4 separate regions of the Sus scrofa genome follow, and all the other regions are linked to region 1. The links are chromatin contacts, called in public HiChIP or PLAC-seq and promoter capture Hi-C maps. All regions are on one chromosome and are shown on one strand. The core of a region is the stretch at or near the end of the contact, and the rest is flanking DNA. Distances in the headings are between cores, read along the strand shown. Region 1 overlaps GRK5 (G protein-coupled receptor kinase 5). Region 2 overlaps GRK5 (G protein-coupled receptor kinase 5). Region 3 overlaps GRK5 (G protein-coupled receptor kinase 5). Region 4 holds the start of GRK5 (G protein-coupled receptor kinase 5).

Region 1 (3,469 bases), core at 732-3,231:
GGTACAGCTGTGGGAGTGCCCTTCCCTGTTCCTATCCTGGAGGAGAAATGGGGTGCCCCCCTCCCTGAGAAACAGCTGCCTCCATCCTGGTATGGGCCCGACAGGAAGCCCCCCAGGCAGCCCCTTGTTTGGAAGGAAGGGGACCCCCGGGACCCTTTTCTTCCAGAGTGTCTTGCCTTTTTCTGGCTCAGCTTTTCCTGAAAGCTGAGTCTGTCCACGTTGAGAAATTGCAAATAGTTTACATGGGGAATGTCAGCTGCCCACATATGAAAATATACACATCATTAAGCCCTAAGTGCTTGCGTCTGGAGATAGAGCGGACAGTCTCCTGGGCTGACCTTTTGTTCACTGATGGAACCACTGCTAATGAGTATGGAGCTCCCAGGAGGGATGTTTTCATATGTTGAAGCGAAGCATATGCTGGCCATTAGCCTCTGTGTGTGTGTGTGTGTGTGTGTGTGTGTGTGTTACACACAACAGTGCTATACAAATAGTGCTCGCCAAAACATGCAGAGTCCACTGCACCTCATTGTTCAGCCCCTCCGGGCCTCCAGAGAGGGCTTGCTCTCCAAGGCCAAAGTCACATCCTCCTCAGGCTATTCGAGAGAGACCATGGCAGCCTTGAGGACTTGATGGTGCTGAGGGATGAGGCTCTCTGACCAGATTGCCTGAGTGTGAACCCTGTCTCTGCTCCCATGCTAGCTGTGTGATCTTGGGCAAGTTACTTAACTTCTCTGAGCCTATTTCTGCATCTATCAAATGGAGACAATAATGATACAACCTACTTTGAGAGGATTAAAAAAAAAAGGAAACCCAGTGAAAATCTCCAGGACTTAACACATACCGGGTGCTCAAGAAATAACAATGATGACAGTTGTCACTGGGAGGTGGGATGGGGCGGAAGGTCCTGCCTGCTCAGAGAATCATCTTGGATGAGGCTGTGAAGACTGGGTAGGATTAGTGTGCCTTGAGGGGACAGGGGTGGGAAGGGCTCCTTCCAAGGAAACAGCAAAGGCCCAGCAGCTGGAAAGCTGGAGCTCGCCCAGGAAACAGCGGGTGTGGGGTGAGAGCTGCGGCAAGCAGAGGGCGCGATGGGGAAGCAGCTCAAGAGGGGCATTTGGGTCAAGAAGGCCCGGACGTGGTCCTTTGGCGGTGCTGTGTGCTGTGGCAAAACTCCCTTGGGGGCTGGGCGTCCACATCAGAGCAGGTGGGAGCAGAGACCTGTGGGGGGCTCCCTGGTTAGTCCAGGCGAGAGGTGAGGGTTCCAGACACCAGTGCAGGGGGGATCGAGAGGAGGGGCTGGGATGAGTGATACACAGGAGCTGAGACTGCTGTGCGTCTGTCCTTACCTGCGAATGGCGACAAGCTGGTTTTGAGTGGGGCCAGTGAGCAGGCTCAGGATACTTGGTCTGGAGCCCTTGCAGCTCAGATCCACTCCCTCCCCCAACTCTGCCCCCCATAGTGCCTCCAGGGTTGGTCCTGGCTCCGCCCTGGGCCCCCACTGTGACTTGGAGGGGTCCTTTCTTTCTGTTTGCCCATCTGTGCCACAAGTGGGTTGAATCAATGAGGCCCTGAGGGTCTTTCCAGGGGAGGCTCTGTGTCCTCCTGCTCCCTCTCAGGTCCTAAATCTCTGAACAAGTACAGGGCGTGGGTTTCCAGGAGGCTTCGCCGACAGCAGAGGCGCCCACTTCAGGAGCACTGGCGGCCCGAGGCCTGGGAAGTCTTTCACGGCCCACCCCTGGGCGCCGCCAGGGACATCAGCCAGGTACAGTGGATCTTGTCTCCACTCTGACACCTTGAAACAAGTGACTTGGAAGCTAGGAGATGCTGTGGGAACGAGGTCCTCAGAAAGGTTTTCTGATGCAGGAAATAAGGCCCCTTCCTGAAATAAGGGAGGCGGCGGCGCCAAGGAGAGCAGGGGGCAGTGATGCCAAGCGCCCTGACGACATCACCCTCGGGGCTGATGACTCAGCCATCAGTGAGAACCAGCCTCACAAGACCTGACCCGCGGTGACCGTCCCATTTATTGAACATGATCAGATGAGTCCTCACTCTGAGCAGCAACCCCCCACCCTGCGCCCACTTGCTCAGTCTCCGGGCCTTTGTCCTCAAGGCCCCTCCCCCCATCCCTCCCCCATTACCCCCACCCTGTGTAAATTCCTATTCCCCTGTAAGGTGCAGCTCCCTCTCATTTTCCCCCCAACTGTTTTTACAAAGGCCGTCAGCCCCCAGGCTGGTCTGCCGTGGGGTGTCTGTGAGCGCAGCAAGGGCTCAATAGTGCCACCTCGTGGATTGACTGCTGGCCTGACCGAGCCTGGGTGACCTGGGCCCTGGAGGCAGAGCTGGGGTTGGGCTGAGCTTCCAGGGTGGGTTTCCATCCCCCTCACAGAAGTCACTGAGGGTGGGAGAGCCTTGGGTGTGGGGGATGCTCCTGGACTGAGTGCTGAGGTAAGCACCCAAGGGGAGGCTTCGTGCCCAGGTCAAGCCCCCGCTTTCCCCACCACCCTCCCTCCCTCTGCAGCCTCGGTCCCTGAAACACCAGATAATCTCTGTTAGCCTGCAAGTTACCCCAAACCCAGCACCTGCTCCCCCTTAATCCATTACTGTACACATGCAGCTTCAGGACAAGTCCTTAGCTCTTCTCACCAATCAGAATCTACCCCTGACCCCATCAACCCCCAACTAGCTAGCTCTTTTTCTTCTTTTTTTAATTAACGTATAGTTGATTTACAGTGTTGTACCAATTTCTGCTGTACGGCAAAGTGACTCAGTCATTCATACATATATACATTCTTTTTTTAATACTATTTTCTATCATGGTCTATCTCAGGGGAGTGGATATAGCTTCCTGTGCTGCACAGCAGGACCTTATTGTTTATCCATTCTAAATGTAATAGTTTGCATCTACTAGCCCCAAACTCCCAGTCCATCCCACTCCCTGTCTTCTCCCTCTTGGCAACCACAAGTCTGTTCTCCATGCCAGTGAGTCTCCTTCTGTTCTGAGGATAGGTTCATTCGTACCATATTTCAGATTCCACGTATGAGTGATATCATGTGGTATTTGTCTTTCTCTGTCTGACTTATGAGACTCTCTAGTGGCATCCATGTTGCTGCCAATGACATTATTTCATTCTTTTTCACGGCTGAGTAGGATTCTATTGTATGTATATGTACCACATCTTCTTTATTCTACCCTCAGTTGATGGACATTTAGGTTGTTTCCATGTCTTGGCTATTGTGAATAGTGCTGCGGTGAACATAGGATGCATGTATCTTTTTGAATTATAGTCTTGCCTGGCTGTCTGCCCAGGGGCGGGATTGCTGGATCATACGGTCATATTTTATCAACTGTTCTTCTTTAGAAATCCCAAGGCCTCCAGTGCGCTGCATCATTACTGGTCTTCAAAACCGTCTGTGTCTGAAGAGGTTTCCTTGTTGATGGAGCGGAGGAGGAGAGGTCGGCTTAGGC
Region 2 (3,308 bases), core at 523-3,022, 170 kb before region 1:
GACCTGAGCCACTGCAGTGACAACTCCGGATCCTTAACCTGCTGCACCACAAGGGAGCTCCTTAGAGTGAATCCTACTTCCTGATTGTTTCCTTCCTAAAAAATCAGATCTCTTCCAGAAAGTGTCCCAGGAGGCCACAGCCTCCAGAGGAGCTGGGCTTTGAGGAGTAGTGTTTGCATCTGCCTTTGGCCTAATGCCTGGCCCTCCCCCACCGCATAGGCTGTGGTGCTGCTCCTGGCATTGTGTTCTCTGTGCAGGTGGTGACTGTGCCCAACAGTGCTGGGGCCCAGGTGCAGCACGGGCTATTTATCATTTAGTCCATGGGTTGTAAACTCTTGAGCTCGTGCGCTATTTTAAATATCAGAAAGTCTCATTTAACATTCCTGACTTGCGATTTCTCTTAGAAAATTGGAAGTTTTGGGGAGTTCCCGTCATGGCACAGTGGTTAACTAATCTGACTAGGAACCATGAGGTTGCAGGTTCAATCCCTGGCCTCGCTTAGTGGGTTAAGGATCCGGCGTTGCCATGAGCTATGGTGTAGGTTTCAGACATGGCTCGGATCCCGCATTGCTGTGGCTCTGGTGTAGGCCGGTGGCTATGGCTACGGCTCCGATTAGACCCCTAGCTTGGGAATCTCCATATGCCGCGAGAGCGGCCCTAGAAAAGGCAAAAAAAGACAAAAAAAAAAAAAAAAAAAAAGACAAAAAGAAAATTGGAAATTTTGGCAATACGAAGTAAAAATTTTTACAAAGCATCATTTGTCTACAGTTGAAAATTGGTTGCCTCTTTGGGGGCAAGGTTTCAGGCTCTACATTTCACCACAGACCCCACTCTTCCCTCTTGCTCCATAATGAGTCCCTTTTACTCAATTATGTTACCTGATCAAATCCTGAGTTTGGGGCCCATGTTCTTTTCCATCGCGTATGCATTTGCCTTGCAGACTTGAAGTTAGGTAATAAAAATACGTTCTCCTTTAAAGAAATAGCAGTTTTGCAGGCACAGGATTTCCTTAAAACATAATGTCAGCAGGCACAGATTTTGTTCATTTAATGCTGAGAACTGGCAAGAGCTGTGTATGAATACTTAGCAGTCGAAATGTGCTGGAATGAAAGTGGTGGCAGGCGTTATCTGCAGTCTCCAGCACACTAAATGGAAGGGCTTCCTTCAAAGGAACAGAAAGTAACGCGCCACGCTGAGTGACAGAAGCCCTGTTCAAGGGGAAGACCCTTCAATTTCAGGGTGGCTGAAGGAGGGACGAGGGGGAAGGTTAGGTGAGGTGGTGGGTTGGGGGGGAACGAGACCCTCCTCTCGGCCTCCCCACTTCCCCTGGGAACGGGCCATGACAAAGGAAAATGGAAGCAAGTGAGCTGGGAAATACCCAAGTTGAAGCTCCAAGGATGCTGTTTACAAGTTCTTACAGGAAAGACTATTATGAGTGAGCTCTTAATGGGTTGTCTGTCTGTCGAGGGAGGAGAGGCTGGGCGGGGGGGAGGGCTGGAGTTGAGATGGAAATGGCTCAAGCATTGCATCTTGCATTTCCTGTCTTTCCATTTATGATCTGCCTGGGGATTAAAAGGCCGGGAGGGGAGGGTGCTGAGCCAGGGAGGAGGGAGGTGTGTGTGTGTGTGCGTGTGTTTTTCTGTTTCACGTCCTGAGCATTTTCTGGGCCCAGAGAGGACCTTCTGGTCTGCAGAGAAAATACCCCCCTTCCAGGAGACGGAGGCTGCCTAGATGACAAGCTGGAGGAGCAGGTCAAGGGTGGACTGGAAGAAGGGGTGCCTGGCCCTGAAGGTCTCAGTTAAACTCTGGACTGACTCACCCGGGAGGTGGCACGATTTCCTCTGAAGGTTTAAAATAAAGGGCAGAGATTCGATTGCATCTGGAACGGTGGGTGTGGCCCTGCCTGGCATCAGGGATGGCCTCAGCCATCTCCCTAGCCCTCTTTGTTCTGAGACAAGACACCCCACCCCTTACCCCCAGAGAAAATTCAAGGACTAGCAAGGTTTGGTCCCAGCACATTAGAAGTACTGTGGAAAATAAAGATCTTTAAAGCTGGATCCTTTGGTTTCTTGGGCAGTAAGCAGGAAAACACTCTGCTTCTGTTAGACACTCAAGCTCCAGTGCCGGAGAGCAGAGCAAAGAGGATCTTCTTTATTTAAAAGTGGACTGCATGGCTGTTGACTCTGCCAGCGCCTGACATTAATATGCCCGAAGGCAATTTGCTGTCTGGAAGTGGTTTGCCACATTCTCCTGGGCCCCATCGAGAAATGGTGACTCTCTCAAAGAAGAGTGATCATATGGATAGTGTCAAGATTAATAGTGTCCTGGAGTTCCTGTCATGGCTCAGTGGTTAACGAATCCGACTAGGGACCCATGAGGTTGCATGTTCGATCCCTGGCCTCGCTCAGTGGGTCAAAGATCCGGCGTTGCCATGAGCTGTGGTGTAGGTCTCAGACGTGACTTGGATCCGGCGTTGCTCTGGCTCTGGTGTAGGCTGGTGGCTACAGCTCCGATTAGACCCCTAGCTTGGGAACCTCCACCTGCCATGGGTACGGCCCTAGGAAAGACAGAAAGACAAAAAAAAAAAAAAAAAAAAAAATTAGTAGTGTCCCTTTTCATTCCTTTTTTTTTTTTTTTCCCTCGGCTGCGCTCATGGCAAGCAGAAGTCCTGGGGCCAGGGAACGAACCTGTGCCACGGCAGTGACCAGAGCCATAGCAGTGACAACGCAAGATCCTTAACCTGCTGAGTCACCAGGGAACTCCCCATTTCTTTCCTAAAAGGGTTCCTGTTTGGACAATAAGTTACAAAGTTGCTCTACTGTTGAAAAGCAGAAAACACTCAGTAGAAAATTTTGTTTGGGGAGGTGGTGTTGAAACCAAGGCATTTGAAAAACAGGATTTTTGTTTTTTTGGTTGTTGTTGTTGTTGTTGTTTGGCTGTGCCCAGAGCATGCAGAAGTTCCAGGGCCAGGGATCAAACCTTCGCCACAGAAGCCACCTGAGCCAACCATGACAACACTGGATCCTTACCCCTCTGAGCCACCAGGGAGCTCCCCCAAACATTGTTTTACATTTAAATATATATGTATTTCTTTTTTGTAATCTAAATGACGTGTATAGATTTCAGAGCCCAATGTCTTGCTGGAAAGACCAGAAGGAAGTTTTGTTATTGAGAAACTTCAATAAAAGTAAAAGCAACAACAAGCAGAAAGAAGTAAAAGAACCTGGAGCTTCCTAGCCAGAGGCCCTAACCATGCAGGAGCTGTGGGGGCTGAAAGAGGGCTTAGAATGGCTTTCTGTCCACGTGGG
Region 3 (3,798 bases), core at 1,041-3,540, 140 kb before region 1:
TAAATGCCAAGTAAGTGTGGTCCCTGTCATCTTGGTCATCATTGTCCTCATCAGCTCAGAACGTGGAGGAGAGATGGGGGGACAGGTGGGGTCTGTTGTCCTTTTAGTCCCTAGAGAATGCTGTCCTGGTCCCGTCTCCAGGCCTCCACCTGAAGGCGGGGTCCGTCAGTCCCTCGCAGAGGCCTGGGTCCCAGCTGGCCTCACTCCTGGGTGAGCTGGGAGTGGATAACAAAGGGGAAGCCCTCACCTGGCAGCCAGGTCTCCGTGGTGTTCTGGCCCCTCCTGGGGCCGTGGTCATAACCCTGATGTCTTCCGGGCAGGCTTCTGTTTGTTCTCTAATGGAAACGTACAAACAAGGCAGCATCATTTCTAAACGAAGAGGGACTTTTCACAGGAAGTTTGTAGACCCGGCACCTTCTTGCTTGCTGTGGCGCGTGGCCTGTTCGCCAACAATTGGCGTGACTTGCCCGAGAACAATGGAGTGTGGTCATGGCTGCTTCCTGTGAGAAGGAAGAATGGGCACAGGTGGGCATCCGGAGGCCCTGGTCCTCAAGGAAGGGATTTCCTGAGAGCATCCCATGGCCCCTTAACTTGCTGGCCCCGTAGCGGAGCAGTCAGGGCCCGTCGTTGGGGTCCCTGTGGGCAGACCCTGATCTGAGACCTCACGCACTTGAATGTGCTGAGCCGGAGGAAGTGATCAGGACCCCGGGAGTTGCTGCGTTCTGCTGTCTGGCCTCTCCGCGGACACCGGCTCCCAAAAGCTTGCCAGCCCCCAGCTGGGATGTTGACCTTGGGAGGGAGGCCCCCCCCCCACCGCCGGCTTACCCTCCTGCTGTGCCCTCCACGCTTCCAGCTGCTCCTTGTACTCGTTTCCATCCGGGTTTCCTGCTGCTCAGCCTCCTGTTAGTTCCTTCCCTGACCTTCGTGTGTGCTGGTCCTCTCCCTGCCCCTCACCCGTTCGATTCCTCGCCACCCCTCAGGGTTTGGCACAAACCCCACCTTCTCAGGGAGGCCTTTCTTCGCCGTCCTGAGTCGCTGGGCTCCTTGGTGGACCACCAGCCCCGTTGTGCTCCATCAGCCCCCTGTTCGGTCCTTCCTTCCCCAGGGCCCTCCCCCCAGTTTGTGATTGTGCATTGGTGGGTTTACTGGGCCAGGCTGGATGGTGCGGGCCTGGTTCACGCTGCCCATACCAGAGCCCACAGCACCTGCGGACTGTCAAAGGCTGGGTGAATGCACATGTGAGTGTGTGTGTGAGTGTGTGTGTGTGGTGGGGGGGGTTGGCCTCTAGGAGGTTTCAGAGGAAGTTTGTTTCTTCTGAGAGGTGTCATGCAGACAGTGAGGTGGTTTTTGTAAGACCGTAAACATTTTCCTTCCAGCAGCTCACACTGCAGAGTACCTGGCAAAGGAAAAAAACCAAATCGCTGGGTTCTGAAGAAGAGCTGGAACCCTCATCTGCGTGTGGGTGAACTGGCACGCGAGGCCTCGCCAGCGATACCAAGGTGGAGTTTGAACTCTCCCCTACTTCCGAGAGACAGGCTGAAGCAAAATGCATTTAAATGTCATGCGTTATTATTAGTTGTAATCTTATCTTTGTTAATAATAATAGCAGGACCCACCCAGAAGTTGCTGAATAATAGCAGACAGGCGCTTTCCTAAGCTCCCCGTCAGACAGAACGGTGGCCCCTGGGGAGGCGCCGGCTCTGTGAACGCCAGGCGGAGGGATCGAGGGTTCCACCGGAAGCTCCACCCTGGTCACACGTGCTCTGCCACATCCTCCACGCCCTCAGGCGCTCTGGTCACTCAGGGAGGCGCCGCGGAGGCCTGTGGTCTCTCAGTCACGGGCCTCCCCTCTTTATTTTTAAGTTATTTTTATTTTTTATTAAAATTTTTTCCATTTTTTAAAGTTTTATTGATGTATGCATGATTGATTTATGGCCTTGCCTCTGTAGAGGCTCTTCTACCCACCACTACTGAAGCTGCTGGCACAAGTGTGGGGTCTACAGGTCCGGGACCTGCAAGGCAGTTTCTCTTTGCTGCGCTTCTTCATGGCCTTTCCTTTCTATTGTTTGCTGCCCCAGTGACTTGCTGAAACCATGTGTTTCCTACAGATTTTGTTTGCCCGCATTGACTGCTTTGTTTTGCTCTAGTCAACATGCTTTTAACATACACAGATCCATGCAGTCGACAAAGAGAAATCTGGAGCCCCAAACCAGGCGGCTGCACTGAGTCACTGGCTCCATGAGTCTGGAGACCTTGGCTGGTCCAGGACGCGTGAGTGACTCATGCCGTCAACGCTGGCCTGTGTGTGCGAGGAGGTTCAGTGCCGGCTGCATTGAGGGAGGGCAACAGGGGGCCTCTCACTAGGCAGGAGGAAACCCATGTTTGAGAACTAGGTAGTCGAGGTTGAGTCCCAGCTCTCGCACTTCTAGCAGCTACCTGTGACTTCTGAGAAGTTGCTTACCTGAACTGTGTGTTTCCTCATCTGTAAAAACAGTACCTACCTTGGCGGAAGGCTCAAAGGACTTACTATTCAGAAACCATCTGGTGCTAATACATGCCAGGTGCTCTTGTCGCTTGTCTGTTGGGCCCTGTTTTGGGGGCTCTCCTCGGAGATCCTGTTGGGAAAGGCTCTCCAGCAGACCCACCTGACCTCGAGGTGGAATCAAGGTGTTTGTCCCTGTAAGTTGATGTGGTCCTCCTTTGATGTAGTGGTGATTGTCTGTTCATAGAAACGGTTCAGAATGTTCTGAGCCTCTGCCTTGCACAGGACGCACAGATGCTGAATGAGAACAGAACTGGGTTTGCACCCCGGCGCCTGCTCTTACCGGCCCTGTGACCTTGGACGTGCTGCTTACCTTTGAGCGTTTCTCATCTGTGAAACGGAGTGCACGAAATCCCTCTTTCACAGGGTGGCTGTGAGCATTTACTGCACCTGTTCGTAAGGTGCTCGGGTGGGGCCTGGCACAAAGCCAGCACACGGCGGGTAGGGGGTTTGCCCTGACTGATGAGCCGCATCTGAAAAGGCCAGCATTCGGTATCCTTTGAAAGGGCATTGGTCATACAAGAGAACCTGGAAGAAAGTGAAGTGCTGGGGGAGTGGGGAGCAGAGGTCACTGCCTTTCAAGTTCCCAAAGCCTGACCCCATTAGATTGTCCAGGTCATTTGTGGTCCAGCTCTTGGAACTGGAGGGAGAGGAGGCAAGACCATGGTGGAGGGACCTGAGCCACCGAGGACAGCGTGGATTTCTGTTCCGAGAGGGCTCCAAGCAGAAGCTGGATGGTCCCCGAGGGTGTGGGGGGACAGGGATGTGACGGTCCCTCCTGACAGCCTGCAGTGTCCTTTCCGCCCTCGGCATTTTAGGATTCTTGTACAGAACCAGAGAAAATCCTTCTCTCCAGCACCACACACGTGCCAATCTCGCCATCTCAGAATATGAGGGCAACTAATGGATTAATCACGAATGAATTAATGGGGGTACCGTTAACCAGTTTTAAGGGCCCCGTCAGAGAGGAGGTTACACCATCATGGGTAGACTGTGGATTTCTGGAAGGGGGTCTTGGCCCCTGCACCCTAAGCTCAAAAGAGGTGATTTTGAGATGCATCCGCTGGCACCTGTTCTGAGCCCAGTAGCATTAGAGGCCATGATGGACACAGGTGGCACAAAGGGGATTTCGATGTGGTCTCTTCCAAATGGAGCTCCATTGTGGGCTTCTGCTGTCTGCCTTGGTACAATAGGTTGTAAAGATCAGGAGTGAGTGACTTCAAGAATGTGCAGACTCCATATGGCCATTTGAAAAA
Region 4 (3,376 bases), core at 218-2,717, 200 kb before region 1:
TAAGTTAGGGCTCTGGGCAGGTGCACATGTAAGCCAAGGCCAAGGCTGGGATGCTTCGAATAATTTCTTAGAGTGGAAGATGCCTGAGGTGTCATCTGCTCTGCTCCCTGCCTTCTGACAAGCCAACTGTTATTGCCCCCACTTTGCAGACAAGACTTGTGAGGCCCAGGGAGACCCACTGACCCATATGCAGATACAAGGAAGTGGTGGTGGTGGGTACACTCTACCACGAAACAAGACAATCCTGCGCTGTTAAATCAGTGACCGTCCACGTTTCCAAGGCCTGGAGAGTCTATTCATTTCTTTGTTTTCTCCAGTGCACAATAATTGTTCTCCCTTTCTCTCTCTGGGCGCCTCCCTCCCACTTCCAGGCAACCCTGGGGTTGGAAGGCTTTCTCCTTTAGGACACAGAAGGCCCGGGGCCCGACTTCTGAACGGATATCCGGCCTTCAGGATGCAGATGAGGCAAAGGCCTCATTGTTCCTTAGGGCCAGCCCTCCCCTCAACTAGACTGGAGGATAACTCATCGCAGACCCCAGGTGTCCCAAGTCCCATTTCCCAGGAGCGGGGGCCTTGAGACGAAGCAAGGGACGCTGAGCGCAGATCTGGGGTCTGATGTCCTGAACATACAGTGGAAAAGCGCTAAGAGCCCCAAGATAAATAGGCAAAGAATTTGAAAACTAATTCCCAATACCGGCCGGGTGCTGTTTCTTATTAACGTTCCTGACTCCAGCGATTCCATCTGTGTTTTTATTGATGGGAATGAGTTTGCATGTAATGACGAGCGGTCATTTGCGGGCCTCGGGTGCTGGAAGGCAGGTTATTAACAGGACCAGCCGCTTACCACGCCGGAATGCACGCCCCCCGCCCCGCCGAGAGTTGCAGCCCGGCAGCGCGGGAGGTTCCAGGCGCAGAGGGCCAGGAGGTGGTGCCGCGGTCCGCGTGGACTCGCCGCTGCACATCCACCCCGAGGCCGCCAGGGGGCGCTCGGGCTGCGCGGTTGCCGGTGCCGAGTCGCCGCCGACTCATAGACCCCTTCGCGCCCTCGGAGGAAACAAAGTACACCTTTGTCAGCAACCGAGCGCGTGTGCGTCTGAGACGGCGCACAGTGGCCGGTCGCCGCGTCCAGGGCCCGCGGGCGCGCCTGGCCACCGCCTCTGGGCTGCAGCCCCCGCGTGGGCCCGGCGTGACCGGGAGGAAGGGGGGTGCAGCGCGCGCTTGGGCTGGCTTGACCTCCCTCCAACCCCGGGCACGCTCCGAGGGGCGCCCAGGACCCGCACCGGCTCCTGCCCGGCCGCAGCACTTCGCCCGCCGCCGCCGCCGTGGTCCGTGCTCTTCGCTTTCTGGGTTCTCGGGAGGGCCGGAAGCGGGCGAGCCGGAGCCCCGGGCGTGGACGTGCGAATCCGGGGCTCCGGCTCGGCCGGACTGCCTTTGCTTCTCCCGCTACCCTCCGCAGCCGCGGACCACCCCTTATCCGCGCCCGCCTTCGGAGTACAAGTCTCAGGGCGGCTCGTGGACTCTGGTACTACAAGTCCCAGCAGGCCCCGCGCCGCGAGCGCCGAGGCGGGAGGCGCGGCCCATCCTGGCGCCTGCGCTGTGCAGCCGCCCGAGCCAGTTAGTACCACACCCCCGGGAGGGACAGAGGGGAGGCAGAAGCATCCGAGGCATTAAAGCATCCGAGGGAGCCCGAGGGGAGGAGAATGGAGTGACAGAGAAACGCGGAGGGTGGGGGGTGGGGGGAGACAGTTGAGGGAGGGGGGAGGGGGGACACAGAGGGAGGAAGAAGCGGCGGCGGCGGCTCCTCTTTGCAGAGGGGGAAAACTCCGAGGGATAAGAGCCGGAATAATGCGGTAGGCAAGGCGGGCTGCTTGCTCCCGGCTCCGGCAGCAGCGGCAGCAGCCCGAGCAGCGGCAGTAGCAGCGGCAGCACCCTTAGGAGCTGACAGCCCCGCCGGCCGGCTTCCTCGCTGACCGCCGACTGTCAATGGAGCTGGAAAACATCGTGGCCAACACGGTCTTGCTGAAAGCCAGGGAAGGTAAGAGGCAGGGCTGGTGCCTGGCGCATTCGCCGCGGGCCGGGGTGCGGGTGTCGGGCGGCTTGTGGGCTGGGGCTGTGAGTATGCAGGATGCCCGCAGTGAGTTGGTCGCAAGCAGGACACCTCAGAGAGCTGCTCTGCAAACACTTCAGGGTTCCTGCCCTAGTGCTCAGGGAATCTGGACTTGGGCAGAGAAGGAGAAACGTTGAGGTTGCAGGGATTAGGATGCTAAAATATCCCCTAGTTTCCAGCTCTAACCTTAGCAGATCGTGCCATCTCGGCAGCTGTTGAAAGGTCAGTTGGAAAAGCATTCATTCAGGAAGAGATGGGCAAACATGCAAGTGAAATAGCTTTTTCGAGTCGGCCCAGGATGGTTGTGCGAGTGAATTGGTGTGCGCTGGGGGTGGGGGTGGAATTAGCAGAAGCCAAGTCTTTGCTTGCGCAGGCAGAGTTGATATAGGCTATTGCTGGAAACCATCCGCTGGGAATGTTTCTTAGGGAAATCCCGTCGTGTGGAAAGAAGCCTTTTAATGGCAAAGTAAGATGTTGAGGAATTCGTTTGTTCATACAGTGACAAGAGAGAGTGACTGTACAGATCACCTAGAAAATAATGAAGGATTTCAGGGGTAGGTTTTTTTTCCCCCTTTGGGGAGGGGGAGAGATAAGTGAATTTTTTTTTTTTTTTTTTGGCTCAGTTAAGAAGAGAAAGGTAAGTGTGCTGATGCTTGATGCGTTTCGGATGCAAATCATTAGATTTTCTGCACTTGGCTGGTAGGGAATATCTTCATGGAGTGGGTAAGATTCCAAGTCAAGAATATAAACACTTTTTGACTCTTCCTTGAGATGGGAAAAAGAGAAAAGAAAAAGAGAAAGTGGCGCAGAAACTTAGATGCTTCCGAAGTGATTGCATGAGGTAAACATACATATTTAGGAGCACCTGGAATTTATGTAACATCTCTTTTACCAAGATTTGAGCTCTGGGTGCAGCCTTTTTATGAAGGGGGAAGTGGTTTTCCCTTTCATGGGAGGAGGCTTTATTTGACACCCACGGTAGAACGCAGCCTGACTATGGTTTTGACTTCAGAAGAATACTGGGGGAATAGCCCACGAAAATATCTTACCTTTTTAATATTTTCATTCACCCACTTTGATGAATGAAGGAAGACTTTCTGGCTAACAATAAAACGATTCATGTTTATTCAGCCGGTTTCATCACCTTGCGGCACTGTACACGAAGAGTTAGTAGGTGATGCACAGCCCAGCGGCTTCTCCAGGGTTCACACCGTAATTTCGGCTTCACTTGTCTTTAAAGCAGTAACCTGGAAGGTTTGCTTTGACAAC

What was found. Promoter capture Hi-C pulls out the DNA fragments that hold promoters and counts their contacts. HiChIP or PLAC-seq counts read pairs in DNA pulled down with a chosen protein or histone mark.
Region 2: an H3K27ac HiChIP or PLAC-seq map of alveolar macrophages shows a contact between it and region 1. The contact joins two enhancer-like sites. A contact is called at or near these places in 2 of 2 datasets of contacts at active chromatin or transcription factors (alveolar macrophages and skeletal muscle).
Region 3: an H3K27ac HiChIP or PLAC-seq map of alveolar macrophages shows a contact between it and region 1. The contact joins two enhancer-like sites. A contact is called at or near these places in 8 of 47 Hi-C or Micro-C datasets (brain, embryonic fibroblasts, epiblast stem cells and 4 more) and 2 of 2 datasets of contacts at active chromatin or transcription factors (alveolar macrophages and skeletal muscle).
Region 4: a contact with region 1 is called in a promoter capture Hi-C map of fetal liver, with 4 times the contacts expected there. The contact joins the promoter of GRK5 here to the enhancer-like site in region 1. A contact is called at or near these places in 5 of 5 promoter capture datasets (fetal liver, fetal skeletal muscle, liver and 1 more), 22 of 47 Hi-C or Micro-C datasets (adipose tissue, alveolar macrophages, blood and 12 more) and 2 of 2 datasets of contacts at active chromatin or transcription factors (alveolar macrophages and skeletal muscle).

The regions. Positions count from the first base shown.
Region 1 is chr14:129,313,735-129,317,203 of Sscrofa11.1, forward strand. All of the region lies in intron 4 of GRK5 (G protein-coupled receptor kinase 5), which reads left to right. Among named protein-coding and RNA genes, the nearest start is that of RGS10, 110 kb to the right of the region's middle. Within about 2 kb of position 1,982, at least 33 of the 83 cell types and tissues checked have an H3K27ac peak or open chromatin away from gene starts, as enhancers often do. A contact at or near this core is called in adipose tissue, alveolar macrophages, fetal liver and 4 more, where this site is marked.
Region 2 is chr14:129,141,614-129,144,921 of Sscrofa11.1, forward strand. All of the region lies in intron 1 of GRK5 (G protein-coupled receptor kinase 5), which reads left to right. Among named protein-coding and RNA genes, the nearest start is that of GRK5, 29 kb to the left of the region's middle. Within about 2 kb of position 1,773, at least 22 of the 83 cell types and tissues checked have an H3K27ac peak or open chromatin away from gene starts, as enhancers often do. A contact at or near this core is called in alveolar macrophages and skeletal muscle, where this site is marked.
Region 3 is chr14:129,169,076-129,172,873 of Sscrofa11.1, forward strand. The region is part of intron 1 of GRK5 (G protein-coupled receptor kinase 5); the gene reads left to right. Among named protein-coding and RNA genes, the nearest start is that of GRK5, 57 kb to the left of the region's middle. Within about 2 kb of position 2,291, at least 33 of the 83 cell types and tissues checked have an H3K27ac peak or open chromatin away from gene starts, as enhancers often do. A contact at or near this core is called in alveolar macrophages, retroperitoneal adipose tissue and skeletal muscle, where this site is marked.
Region 4 is chr14:129,112,466-129,115,841 of Sscrofa11.1, forward strand. It overlaps GRK5 (G protein-coupled receptor kinase 5), which reads left to right and starts at 1,468. Exons shown (of 16, transcript XM_001928584.6): 1 at 1,468-2,035. The coding sequence starts at 1,984.